2 separate regions of the Zea mays genome follow, and region 2 is linked to region 1. A link is a contact called in public Hi-C data. All regions are on one chromosome and are shown on one strand. Each heading gives the region's core, a stretch centred on a gene start, on an enhancer-like site or on the middle of the called end of the contact. The rest is flanking DNA. Distances are from core to core; before and after follow the strand shown.

Region 1 (6,125 bases), core at 2,050-4,549:
GCAACATATAAACATGCATAAATTCATGAACACCCATATAAACACGCATATAAACACACATATAAATAATATAAACACGCATAATTTATACCTTCGGTGGCGGGCGGCGAGGCGACGGCGCGACGAGCGAGCGGGTGCGGCGGGCACGACCGCGGGGAGGGGGCGGGCAGACGGCGCACGGCGACGGAGGGCACGACGCACGACCGAGGAGGGCGCGGCGGGCACGGCACACGGCGGCAAGGGGCCGCGGCAAGGGGCCGGCGTCGGGAGGCCGCGACGGCGGGCAGACGGCATGGGGAGGCCGCGGCGGCCGGCAGACGGCGCGGCGGCGGGCACAAAGGGGCGGCGGCGGGCACAAAGGCGGCGCGGGCAGAGAAGAAAGGAAGAGAGCGCGTGAGAGAAGAGAAAGGAGAAAGAAGAACGGTCGGTAGTTATTTTCCTTCTTTGCCGAGTGCCGCCGATCTGGCACTCGGCAAAGATTTTTTTTAAATTATAAAATATTCTTTGCCGAGTGCCAGATCGGCGGTACTCGGCAAAGACCTCTTTGCCGAGTGCCCTCTGTTGCGGCACTCGGCAAAGATTCTTTACTACCTCTTTGCCGAGTGTCTAACAGCTAGCACTCGGCAAAGTTGCCTTTGCCGAGCGTCATCTTTAGACACTCGGCAAAGTATATTTTTATTTTTTTGATTTTGTCTACCAAACTTTTTGTGGTATGTTCCTACACTATATACACCTACATGTATCATTTGTGGACAATTATAACATAGTTTCAATCGTTAGTAGATTTAGTTCGTTTATTTGAATTTCTTCGGAAAATTCAAATTTGAACTGCAGGTCACTCGAAACTTGGACAACCGTACATGCAAAAATGATATTCATGTTACTTAGCATAAGTTACGACCGATTGCAGGTGCAGACCGGAAACTTCGAACAACATGCTCACTAAACATGGCCGTGAACTTGGCATCCACATGTTTAAAAATTGTATAAAACCCAAACAAAGTCAGAAAATCATGAAACTTGCCCACGTGTCATGATATCATATGTACAGGCTGTGATAAAAATTTTAGAATGTTTGGAGAAAGTTGTGAGACACTATGTATAGAAACCTAGAGGACTACACATGAAATCAAAGAGTTTCAATGTGGATCTCTTATGTTTCTACACATAGTGTCTCACAACTTTCTCCAAACATTCTAAAATTTTTATCACAGCCTGTACATATGATATCATGACATGTGGACAAGTTTCATGATTTTCTGACTTTGTTTGGGTTTTATACAATTTTTAAACATGTGGATGCCAAGTTCACGGCCATGTTTAGTGAGCATGTTGCTCGAAGTTTCCGGTCCGCACCTGCAATCGGTCGTAACTTATGCTAAGTAACATGAATATCATTTTTGCATGTACGGTTGTCCAAGTTTCGAGTGACCTGCAGTTCAAATTTGAATTTTCCGAAGAAATTCAAATAAACGAACTAAATCTACTAACAATTGAAACTATGTTATAATTGTCCACAAATGATACATGTAGGTCTACATAGTGTAGGAACATACCACAAAAAGTTTGGGAGACAAAATCAAAAAAATAAAAATATACTTTGCCGAGTGTCTAAAGATGACACTCGGCAAAGGCAGCTTTGCCGAGTGCTAGCTGTTAGACACTCGGCAAAGAAGCCTCTTTGCCGAGTGCCAGACTTTGGCTCTCGGCAAAGACTGACGGCCGTCAGCTTTGGGACGGCCGTTGACGGCCCTTTGCCGAGAGCCCTCTTTGCCGAGCGTTGGACACTCGGCAAACTTGTCGTTGCCGAGTGTCGTACTGTGCCGAGTGTTCAGCACTCGGTAAAGGGGCTCTGTGCCGAGAGCCTAACTTTACCGAGTGCGGCACTCGGCAAAGCCGTCTTTGCCGAGTGCCCGACAAAATGCACTCGGCAAAGAATGCAACACTCGGCAAAGCCTCGGATTCCGGTAGTGTATGCTTTTATCTTTATGAACTTGTGAATATTTAAATATTATTACAAACTTTATGACTTGTGTGAATTTTTAAGTCAACTGAGGTTACATGTTACGATTTTTACCGGTGTATTTTATATCCCGACCGTAACCGATGTGTTTTTTGTATCGAACTTTCGTTTTCGATGTTTCTGAATTACCGCTGTCGTTTCCGTTTCCTGAGTTATCGTTTTCGATTTTATTTCCGAAAGAAAAATATGAAAATGGAAATGATTTTAGTGTTTACCGACCGTTTTCACCCCTTAGTAATGTCATCAATCCTACAAAAGAAATGTTATGGAAAATATGTGGACTGAATGCTTAGATAGAGATTCATATTGGAATTGTCTACAAGAAAGAAGACATAACAAGGAATTGACAAAGACGATGTCATTCATTAGCGTATATGGCATAATTTATTTAATCTAAACTCTAACTACTACGACTAGACTAGATGAAGAAGAGTCTCACTCCTCAACATCGGCGAGGCAGCCACAGAAAAGAGGAGATGGGCATACCGAATACGCCATACCATGCATATATGTTGGTGTGCTAGAGAGGGCTGATATCAAATTGTGAGTTATGATCCTCTAATGAGTTTATTGCGGCACATTAAAAGTGAGTTTTATTTATTTATTAGGAATTTAAATTGGTGCTGAAACCTGAATTGGAACCAGCGTTTAATTTCTCGCTCCGAAATCACCGAAACTAGGTCATTTTTTTTGTTTTCGCTACTAAGCGAAAAAGGAATTTTGGACCGGTTTAAACTAGATTCCGATTCAAAGTATAAAATTACAAGAGTCAAATTTTGGTTAACAAAACGAAATTCGGTTTACCCTAAACGAAATTGTGAACACTGATTGGAACAGATGAAAGTTGAGCAATAATACTAGCACCCAAGCCAAAGCGAAACTCCAAAACTGCGGAGGGCGTGTGAGCCTAGCAATTTCGCTGTTTGTCGATCTTCCTGCAGCTCTCCTCATTGTCCAAATTTTAAGCAAAGCACACACACACCCACATCACCATCACCATCATGTCCTCTCTCTCCTGCACCCTCCTCCCGCCTCGCTGCTCTCTCTCTCGTCTTCCTTCATCGTTCCTCACCTCACTCCATACAACGCTCGAACACATCATCATCATCAAATATATATACACACACTCAGGTCCATTTCCTCGTTATCTTCTCGACACCTACACACCGCTCTGCTTTCAGCCAGATCGATCGCCACATGCACATTCCCTAGCGGCACTAGCTATATCTCTGCAGCTAGCTAGCTATCTAGCTGGGTAATAACTAACGTGTACGTCGTACCCAGCTATAGGACGGCAATGAGGAAACCGGAGTGCCCAGCGGCGAACAGCAGCAATGCGGGGGCGGCGGCCGCGAAGCTGCGGAAGGGGCTGTGGTCGCCGGAGGAGGACGAGAGGCTGGTGGCGTACATGCTGCGGAGTGGACAGGGTTCTTGGAGCGATGTGGCCCGGAACGCCGGGTTGCAGCGGTGCGGCAAGAGCTGCCGCCTCCGGTGGATCAACTACCTCCGGCCGGACCTCAAGCGCGGCGCCTTCTCGCCGCAGGAGGAGGAGCTCATCGTCAGCCTCCACGCCATCCTGGGAAACAGGTAGCTATACGCGAGCATACACGTACCTGCAGTATATATATGGAGAGTTTTAATTTATGGGTGTTGATGATTATCTCGCTTCGCAAGCACACTTTTATTATTTCGCAGTCAATTTTTAAAACTTATTTTGTTCTTTGTTGATCAAAAAACTTATTTGCTATTTTGAATTGGCTAGCCTAGAGATCTCCTACATATGTAGTTGCATTGTTCACATTCAGATTTCCTACATAGATGAAGTTTTCACTCGCCCTCAGAAAATTGGCACGCGCCTGTGAAGTAGAAAATTTTCAACGAGTGACGAGATAGCTTTATAAGTATAATTATTGCATGTCACTATAATGTGTCTGGCCAAAATACGGGCCTCTATCATCCTTACAATGAGTGACACATACGTTAACGTTGTGACTCACGTAGGAAGATCAATTAGTTGCAATTCACTGTGATCGCTAGGTTTTATGTTTTTCTTAATGTCAAAGATTTTTTTTAAAGACAAAAATCCAGGGAAATTCCCCCAAGCAGAGGTAAAAGGGATAAAAGAATATAATATAATATACCGAAACAAAAATTACTAACGACTATAAGGTGCAATGTTTAGCTAGGTTATAGGAGCGAGGAACTATTTATTTGGTTTCTGTTCTAGGTGTTGATAAATGCATGTTTTTACGTAGGTAGATCCCATACTTAACATCATTATATTAGCATGAATATTTACCTAAAAGCTAGCTAGTAATTAATATATCGGTGACCTAACTAATATATGTCAATAGTGCATATATGTGTACATGTACGTAGTACATCATTTTTCAATAATAATATTCCATATATATGTGCATGATTTATTTTTTGGGTGGTGTTTGATGTTATTTCCCATGAAATGAATAAATTTCGTCCATGAGGCTGATAAAACCTAGATAGAGGCTAAAAGTCGCTCAAAAGGACACCGATCGAGCTCGAGCGATACTGCCCGTTAATTCCTTTACTGAGCATCATGCATGCATTTTTCGGTTATATGCATATCAAAACATATAGCTAGCTGCGTGATGTTGACGCGCAATTTATGTATGTATGTAAAAAATGGACGTACGTACGTACGCATGACACTTTCTCTCTGACAGAAAGATCCTGGATCGATCGTTTGCTTACTGTGAAATCAACCCTCACTTGCGACATTATATTCCAGGTGGTCTCAGATTGCTGCCCGGTTGCCGGGGCGCACCGACAACGAGATCAAGAACTTCTGGAACTCCACCATCAAGAAGCGGCTCAAGAACAGCTCGGCAGCTTCGTCACCAGCAGCTACGGACTGCGCGTCGCCGGAGCCTAATAACAAGGTCGCCGCCGCCGGTAGCTGCCCGGATCTTTCCGTCCTAGATCATCAGGACGGTGGCCACCACCACGCAATGACGACGACGACTGCAGGTTTGTGGATGGTGGACTCATCCTCCTCTTGTACCTCGTCGACCTCGCCAATGCATCAGTTTCAGAGGCCGACGACGACGATGGCAGCGGCCGTGGCCAGCGGGAGCTATGGAGGTCTCGTCCCCTTCCCTGACCAGGTCCGTGGTGTTGTGGCCGACACGGGAGGGTTCTTTCATGGCCACGCGGCGCCAGCGTTCAAGCACCAAGTTGCCGCATTGCACGGTGGTGGTTATTACTACGGCAGCGCTCCTCGTCACCATGGAATGACGACGACGACGACGACGGTGGCATTGGAAGGAAGCGGTGGATGCTTCATATCTGGCGAAGGCATGCTTGGTGTGCCCCCTCTGCTGTTAGAGCCCATGTCAGCAGCGCTAGAGCAAGACCAAGGCCAGACCTTGATGGCATCAAGTGGTAACAACAACCCTAAAAACAACAGCAGCAGCAACACTACTGATACTACGACTACCACGACACTGAGCAACAATGAGAGCAACGTCACAGACACCACCACCAAGGACAACACCACCAACACCATCAGCCAAGTGAACAGTGGCAGCAATAATGTCTACTGGGAGGGGGCCCGCCAGCAGTACATGAGCAGGAATGTCATGCATGGGGAGTGGGACCTGGAGGAGCTGATGAAAGATGTGTCATCCTTGCCTTTTCTTGATTTCCAAGTTGAATGATTGGGAGGGCCGTGTTGCATCTCCAGCTGGCGATCAATGGAAGGAGTAGTACATATATACATGCATATATATACAACTATACATATATACTTATACGTCAAGATTAGTATTTTTGCATCCTTGACATTGCTATTGGATCCAATGTAAAAGATTTTTCTCTTCCCACAGCTACTTCACCTCACTTTTTGGTCCGATCCCACACATGTTTTGGGTTATTCATCCTCTTGTATACAAATTAAAGGCATTCATGCCATGCAAATAATTCAATCAAGTCCTGAGCTATACTATATAGAAGTCATATATCTCACATATTTTTTTAATCTCTCATATAAGCACATATATAAGATGCTTATATTGTACATGTAATCAAAGGGTTGCAGAATATACTTCAATCTCTCTCTGCACCA
Region 2 (6,125 bases), core at 1,934-4,433, 210 kb after region 1:
CCCGTTGAAAAACCAGAAAAACCCGAAGGTGACGGGTTCAGTAAAATGCATTTTTAGTGTCCTCGCGGACCGTTCTGGGTGCACGGCTGGACCGTCTGCGACTGCTTTATCTGATATCTTATGACACATTTCATGCACTTGTAGCCGTTGATCGTTAGTACTGACCATTGCGATTTCAGCCGTTGATGTGTAGGGGCGGACCATCCGGACCAGGGTGTGGAACGTCCGCGGTTGGCAAAACAAGGGCAACGGCTAGGAAGTGGTTAGTGGCTATAAATAAAACCCCAACCACCTCCATTCAACTCACCCAAGCATTCTACTCACACACATTCAATACAAGAGCAATCAATCCATTCCAAGAAACATTCAAAGCTTCCAAACCTCTCCAAGTGCCACAATTGAGACAAGTGATCATTACTAACTAGTGACTTGAGAGAGTGTGATTCGTGTTTCGTTTGTTGCTCTTGTTGCTTGGCTTTTTAATCGTGCTTTCTTCATCTCCTTCTAAACACTCTAGTGACTTGTAAAGCTAGCAAGAGACACCTAAGTGTGTGGTGATCCTTGTGGGGTCTTAGTGATCCTTGAGATTAAGAAGAAGCACTCAACCGGTCTAAGTGATCGTTTGAGAGAGGGAAGGGTTGAAAAGGACCCAGCCTCTGTGGCCTCCTCAATGGGGAGGAAGTTCTTCAGAACTGAACCTCGGGAAACAAATCGTTGTGTTCATTTGTGTTGATCATTATCCTATGATTTGATTCTTCCTCTCCCCTCTCTCTAAGTTCTCTTGCTCTCAATCTTTTGAGTTGCTCCCAAAGTTATCCGCATTGATTGAGCAACTCATAGCAAGAAGAACTCTCTCCCGCACTCCATATTCATTATTACTTGTTTCTAATCCTAACCCCGGGTGAAGTTCGTGTTCAAAGTTTATAATTTATAGTTTTCGCCTATTCACCCCTCTAGGCGACTTTCAATTGGTATCAAAGCTTGGTACTTCATTAGAGTCTAACAACTCGAAGTGATGTCGGGAGAACACGCCAAAAAGGAGTTGATCATCAGGGAAAATCCCAGATCTTTGGGGAAGAAGAATGAAGGCAAGACTATGTCAAAGGAGGCCAGTGACAAACACAAGGAGGACAAGGAAGAATCTGCCAGCTCCATCAAATCACACAAGAAGGGTGACAAGAAGAAAAAGAAGATGAAGAAGGTGGTCTACTATGAGACCGACTCATCCACGCCCTCAAATTCCGACGTCGAGTCGACATCTTCAAAGCACCAAGAGCTTAAGAAGTATAGTAAGATTGTCACACCCTGATTTTAAGGGTCCAAAACCCGGGCGTGAAATAATCATCAAGTGTGCTAGGATCAAGTCTCACACATATGATGACTCATGGTACAGAAACGAATGTCACATCATTAATATATAACAGATTTCTGTAAAAAATAGTTAAATAATTACATCATATGAAGACAACGATCCAACAACCAAAGTTTACTAGGAGACGACAGCCTAGACCACTCACGAACTCATCACAACATCCATCATGTGCCTTATCCTGGTGTACCTGTTCTTGACCTGGGGGGATGTGAGTACAACAAGGGTGAACTCACATACGTTCATCGCTCAACAAGTTGTGGGGAATAATGTGCATGAACTCACCAAAGGTGCGAGCTCATGTGAAGTGTAAGGCTTACCAAAGAAGATGGTTAAAGCTGAGCATTGCTTTTAAAGTTGGGAAAGTTGGTCAAAATTTTATTATCAGTTACTAGGTATAAATAGATACCAACCCAATTAAATAAGAGATCAAGATTAATAACAACAACCACAATGCAATGCAAATGACAAATTGAGTTTAACTTCATAAGTTAATCATGTGATTGTTCGAGCCGCTCATGACCGTGAACACGGCTGATATACCAGTTTTACACTCTGCAGAGGTTGCACATCTTTACCCACAAGTCGTGTTACCCATTTGTCACGGGGTTGTATAGACCCCATACACCTCTACCAAGGAAGCGAGGCAGGGTAGCACTATGAGGCCTTTCCAAAGTTCCACTAGTTCGAGAAAACCCGCTACGGATTTAGGAAGAAGGAAGCATAGGAATCTGTCGTCCGAAAAGCTTACAGATAGTTCGACCCGAGGACCTCCCTATACTCTACAACGGCGCCTCCCCGCTTGCCCCTAACCGAGTAAGGTAATCTCTCCCTAGCTTTCCTAATTACTTGGCCAAGGGCGTACCATTCCACCCTTATGGTAGCACTGTTGTCCCGGGTGGTTCTCCATGTTCCAGTTAACAATATGATCTTATCATGAACAATAATTAAACAGCAACATAATTGGAACATGATCATAATAAAACATTAGTTTCCCAAGACCAGGTAGAGCAATAGCAAATCTACCCAATAATTCATCTATTTGCAAGGTGGGGATAAACAATACTATGGAAACCTATTAGGTCCCGTCGAATTAACCTGAGCATGTCACAATGATTAACAACGAACATTATTAGGTAAAAGGAGTGATCAAGGGCACAACTTGCATTAGACTTGAGATCTCAGGTACTAGGATGATCTTTCGATTCTCGTGGCCTCGCTGCTATTCGTAGCAATTCAAACCAACATGGTATAGGAAAAATTAACATCACACCAAACATAAGCACAAACTGCATATTAATATTCGCATCGTAACGAGATTCTCGAGAACCACTAAATTCGGAGTTACTGTGATTAAGTTATGATTTTCCGAAGATTTAAGTGTATATTATAAAACAAATGAGGTACAAGATTTTAACCACAGGTTTTATGGTAATACATGGTTACTAGATGATGAAGAATATTACTAGAGATTAATGCAATTGGAATGGGTCAAAAAGAGTCAAAATGAATTACTTATGAATTAAACAAATATCTGGAATTATTTCTATACTAAAAATTATTTTCTGTATTAATTCATCTCATTTATTCACTATATGGGCTGCGGGCACTAATCTGGAGTTTCCCAGGGTCTATTCTACAAAATTCAGGGCCACAGCGCAATGGTCTTATCAATATTCCGGACTGCAGGTTCATTTCAACAACCAACGACTGCGAATAGATATGTTCGTGTGCTAATCAGAGCCGCTCCATGTGAGATCGACGCCCACCGGCAGGAGTTCATCAGGACCGATCAACACCCAATCTATGGCCGCGATATAATGAGCGAATCGGTATGAGGCCCTTCTAATCTCAGCCCTACGCCAGACGATCAACGGCTAGGAGCTTATCTTCCTCCCCCAGCCAGAATGCGAACTGCACGCCGCCCAAACCCCTCACAACGGCGGACATGACAGGAGCCCCCCCGGGGTCGACCCTACGGCCCTACCTCGCCCTAACCTCTAGTTGAACGGCCCTACGTACAGCGAAGACGGCAACCAGAGAAGATACCCACCCCATGACGGCGTTCTACCCGGCTCACGACGGAAGGCGGATCTGCGATGGAGGAGAGCACCAACGACGAATTCCGGCCCGTACAGGCCGAGTTCTTGGCCGATGATGCCACGCCCGTATTCCTTGGTCGATGGCGAAGCTCCAGGTATAATTCCCAAGCTTCGTACGCCGACGCGTTTGAGCTTCTTGTGTGGCGGTCATGGCAACCCCCGGTTTTATAATGCTAGGGTAGAGCCCACGTGGGGCGTTCGGCTGGGTCAAATCCACATTCACCGTGCGGTCGTCGTGATCCTATTGCGCCAGCAATGATGGATTGGAAGGAGAGGTGCCAAACAAACCCCAACCGAGACTCGCGCAGCGGCATTCTCGCGCGCCGGTACACCTAAGGAAGAAACTGTTGACCACCGGGGTCCGCGTGACAGCCAGACGGCACCGCGCGCAAAGTGACCGACGTCTGGGCCCCACAAGGCAGTGTCGGGCGCGCCACGGCTGGGAAGTGGCCGTGTTTGGGCCCGCAGGCGCGCACGCTAGCCAACGGTTGGTGGGCTGAAAGTTGGAGAAGCGGCCCAAGTGGCTTCCTTTTCTTTTTCTTTTTCTTTTTCTTTTCCCCTTTCTATTCTCTATTTTCTATCTCAATTTCGAATTTAAATTTGATTCTGGTTTTGAATTTTCAAATTTAAGTAAAATACTCATTCAAAAACCCCAATGATGCAAGAGGTATATTTATATTAATTACTTTACTCATTTTCTTACACACTTGTTGTAACTATGCAAAACACACATATTATTTGTTAGTAAAACATTATTTTGAATGTGTAGTTATATTACAAGTATATTCACAAGTTCATATCCATTTGTTTTGATAGAAAACATTTTCCAATGCCCAATTTTTATTAGTATATGATTTAGCAAATATTATTCTATTATGTTTATTTACTCTAGAAAGGGTGAATTCTAAAGTTCAATTATTCATCAAGGGTACTTATTTTGATTGTTTTTTTTTCTCCAACGGATTTCCTTAAGTCACAAGTTAAGTTTTTGGGTATTACAAAGATCCCCCTTCGTATCCTCGTATTTCTAAACGTGCTCCTTTACTTTCTGTTTCCTCAGGTAAACCACCATACATTGATGGTGAAGATTATTTTATGTGGAGTGATTAAATGAGGCACCATCTGTTGAGGGTCTTATCTCTGCCGATGGTCCTCAAGACAAAGACATCATCGGAAAAGTGATTTTGAGGACTCTCTCTCTCTCTACCGAAGGTCCTCGAGACGAATATCTTGTCTGGAAGCAACGACGGCGATTACCGAAGCTACCACCGAAGAACGACAACTTTGGCTTAGCCCAAGCCGAGGAGGAAAAGGCTAGCTACTCCCTAGTGATTTATGTTACAATTACGAACAAATGTTAAGGTTATAAATGTACTTTTACCCAGGTTGCGTCACGTGCCTATAAATAGGTGAACAGTAGCCTCGTACTGTTCACGCTGAATTGTAATAGCTCTCGCATCTACACCTTCGAACAAGATGAAGGTATTAATGTAATATAAATTTGGTTAATGTTCAGATGCGTATTATGAAATACATATGCGTTAGAACCAATAGATTATATTCATTATTTTTATATAGATATTTATCTTCATAAATCATTAAGGCATGTCCTTCATGACCTTTGTATGAAGACTATTATATCCGAAAGGAGATAATACTTCGGAGGACGAAGGTCTTTAATCCTTAACAATTGTGTTGCCTTGTTCTTGATTCATAGCATTTGAGAACATGTAACCAACACCATCTAACCTCACTCCATGAAAGCATTTGGGATATTGTTGAGTTTGGAGTGCAGGCACCACAAGTGGGCGATGAGGACTATGACTTCGATGAGGCCACCCAAGTGAGGCACTTCAACTCCCAAGCCACCTCCATACTCCTCACTTCCTTGTGTAGAGAAGAGTACAACAAGGTGCAAGGGTTGAAAAGTGCCAAAGAAATTTGGGACGTCCTCAAGACGGCACACGAAGGGGATGAAGTAACCAAAATCACCAAGCGGAAAACAATCGAGAGAGAACTCGGTCGGTTCATCCTCAACAAAGGAGAATAGCCACAAACCATGTACAACCGACTCAAGACAATGGTAAACCAAGTCCACAACCTCGAGAGCACCAAGTGGGATGACCATGAAATGGTCAAGGTTACTATAAGATCTCTGGTTTTTCGTAACCCCAATAAAGTGCAATTAATTCGTGAGAATCCTAGATATAAGCAAATGTCTCTCGAGGAGGTGATTGGCAAGTTTGTGAGCTTTGAACTTATGGTCAAAGACTCCAAACACATTGTCAACTTGGAGCAAGGAGCCACCTCCACATCCGAGGTGCAACCCATTGCATTCAAGGCAACAAAAGAAAAGAAGGAAGAGCCTACACCAACCAATAGGCTCCCAATTGATGCCTCTAAGCTTGACAATGAGGAGATGGCTCTTATTAATAAGAGCTTATGGCAAATCCTCAAGAAAAGTAAAGGGAAGGAGTACAAACCTCGCTCCAAGAGGGTTTGCTACCGGTGTGGTAAGTTTGGTCACTATATTGCTAAATGTCCATATGCAAGTGATAGTGACAGGGACGACGACAAGAAAGGGAGGAAGAAGATGATGAAGAAGAAGTACTACAATAAGAAGAAGGGTGGCGAGGCGCACATAGGAAGGGAGT

The links. Hi-C and Micro-C count contacts between places; a contact is called where the count stands out from the background.
Region 2: a contact with region 1 is called in a Hi-C map of ear, with 1.6 times the contacts expected there. The contact joins the enhancer-like site here to the promoter of LOC100857076 in region 1. A contact is called at or near these places in 2 of 25 Hi-C or Micro-C datasets (ear and an unstated tissue).

Annotation. Positions count from the first base shown.
Region 1 is chr10:29,056,121-29,062,245 of Zm-B73-REFERENCE-NAM-5.0, forward strand. It overlaps LOC100857076, which reads left to right and starts at 3,300. Exons shown (of 2, transcript NM_001254930.1): 1 at 3,300-3,610; 2 at 4,791-5,745. The coding sequence starts at 3,321. The coding sequence ends at 5,718.
Region 2 is chr10:29,265,783-29,271,907 of Zm-B73-REFERENCE-NAM-5.0, forward strand. No RefSeq gene overlaps it. Among protein-coding and RNA genes, the nearest start is that of LOC100857076, 210 kb to the left of the region's middle. Within about 2 kb of position 3,184, at least 17 of the 20 cell types and tissues checked have an H3K27ac peak or open chromatin away from gene starts, as enhancers often do. A contact at or near this core is called in ear, where this site is marked.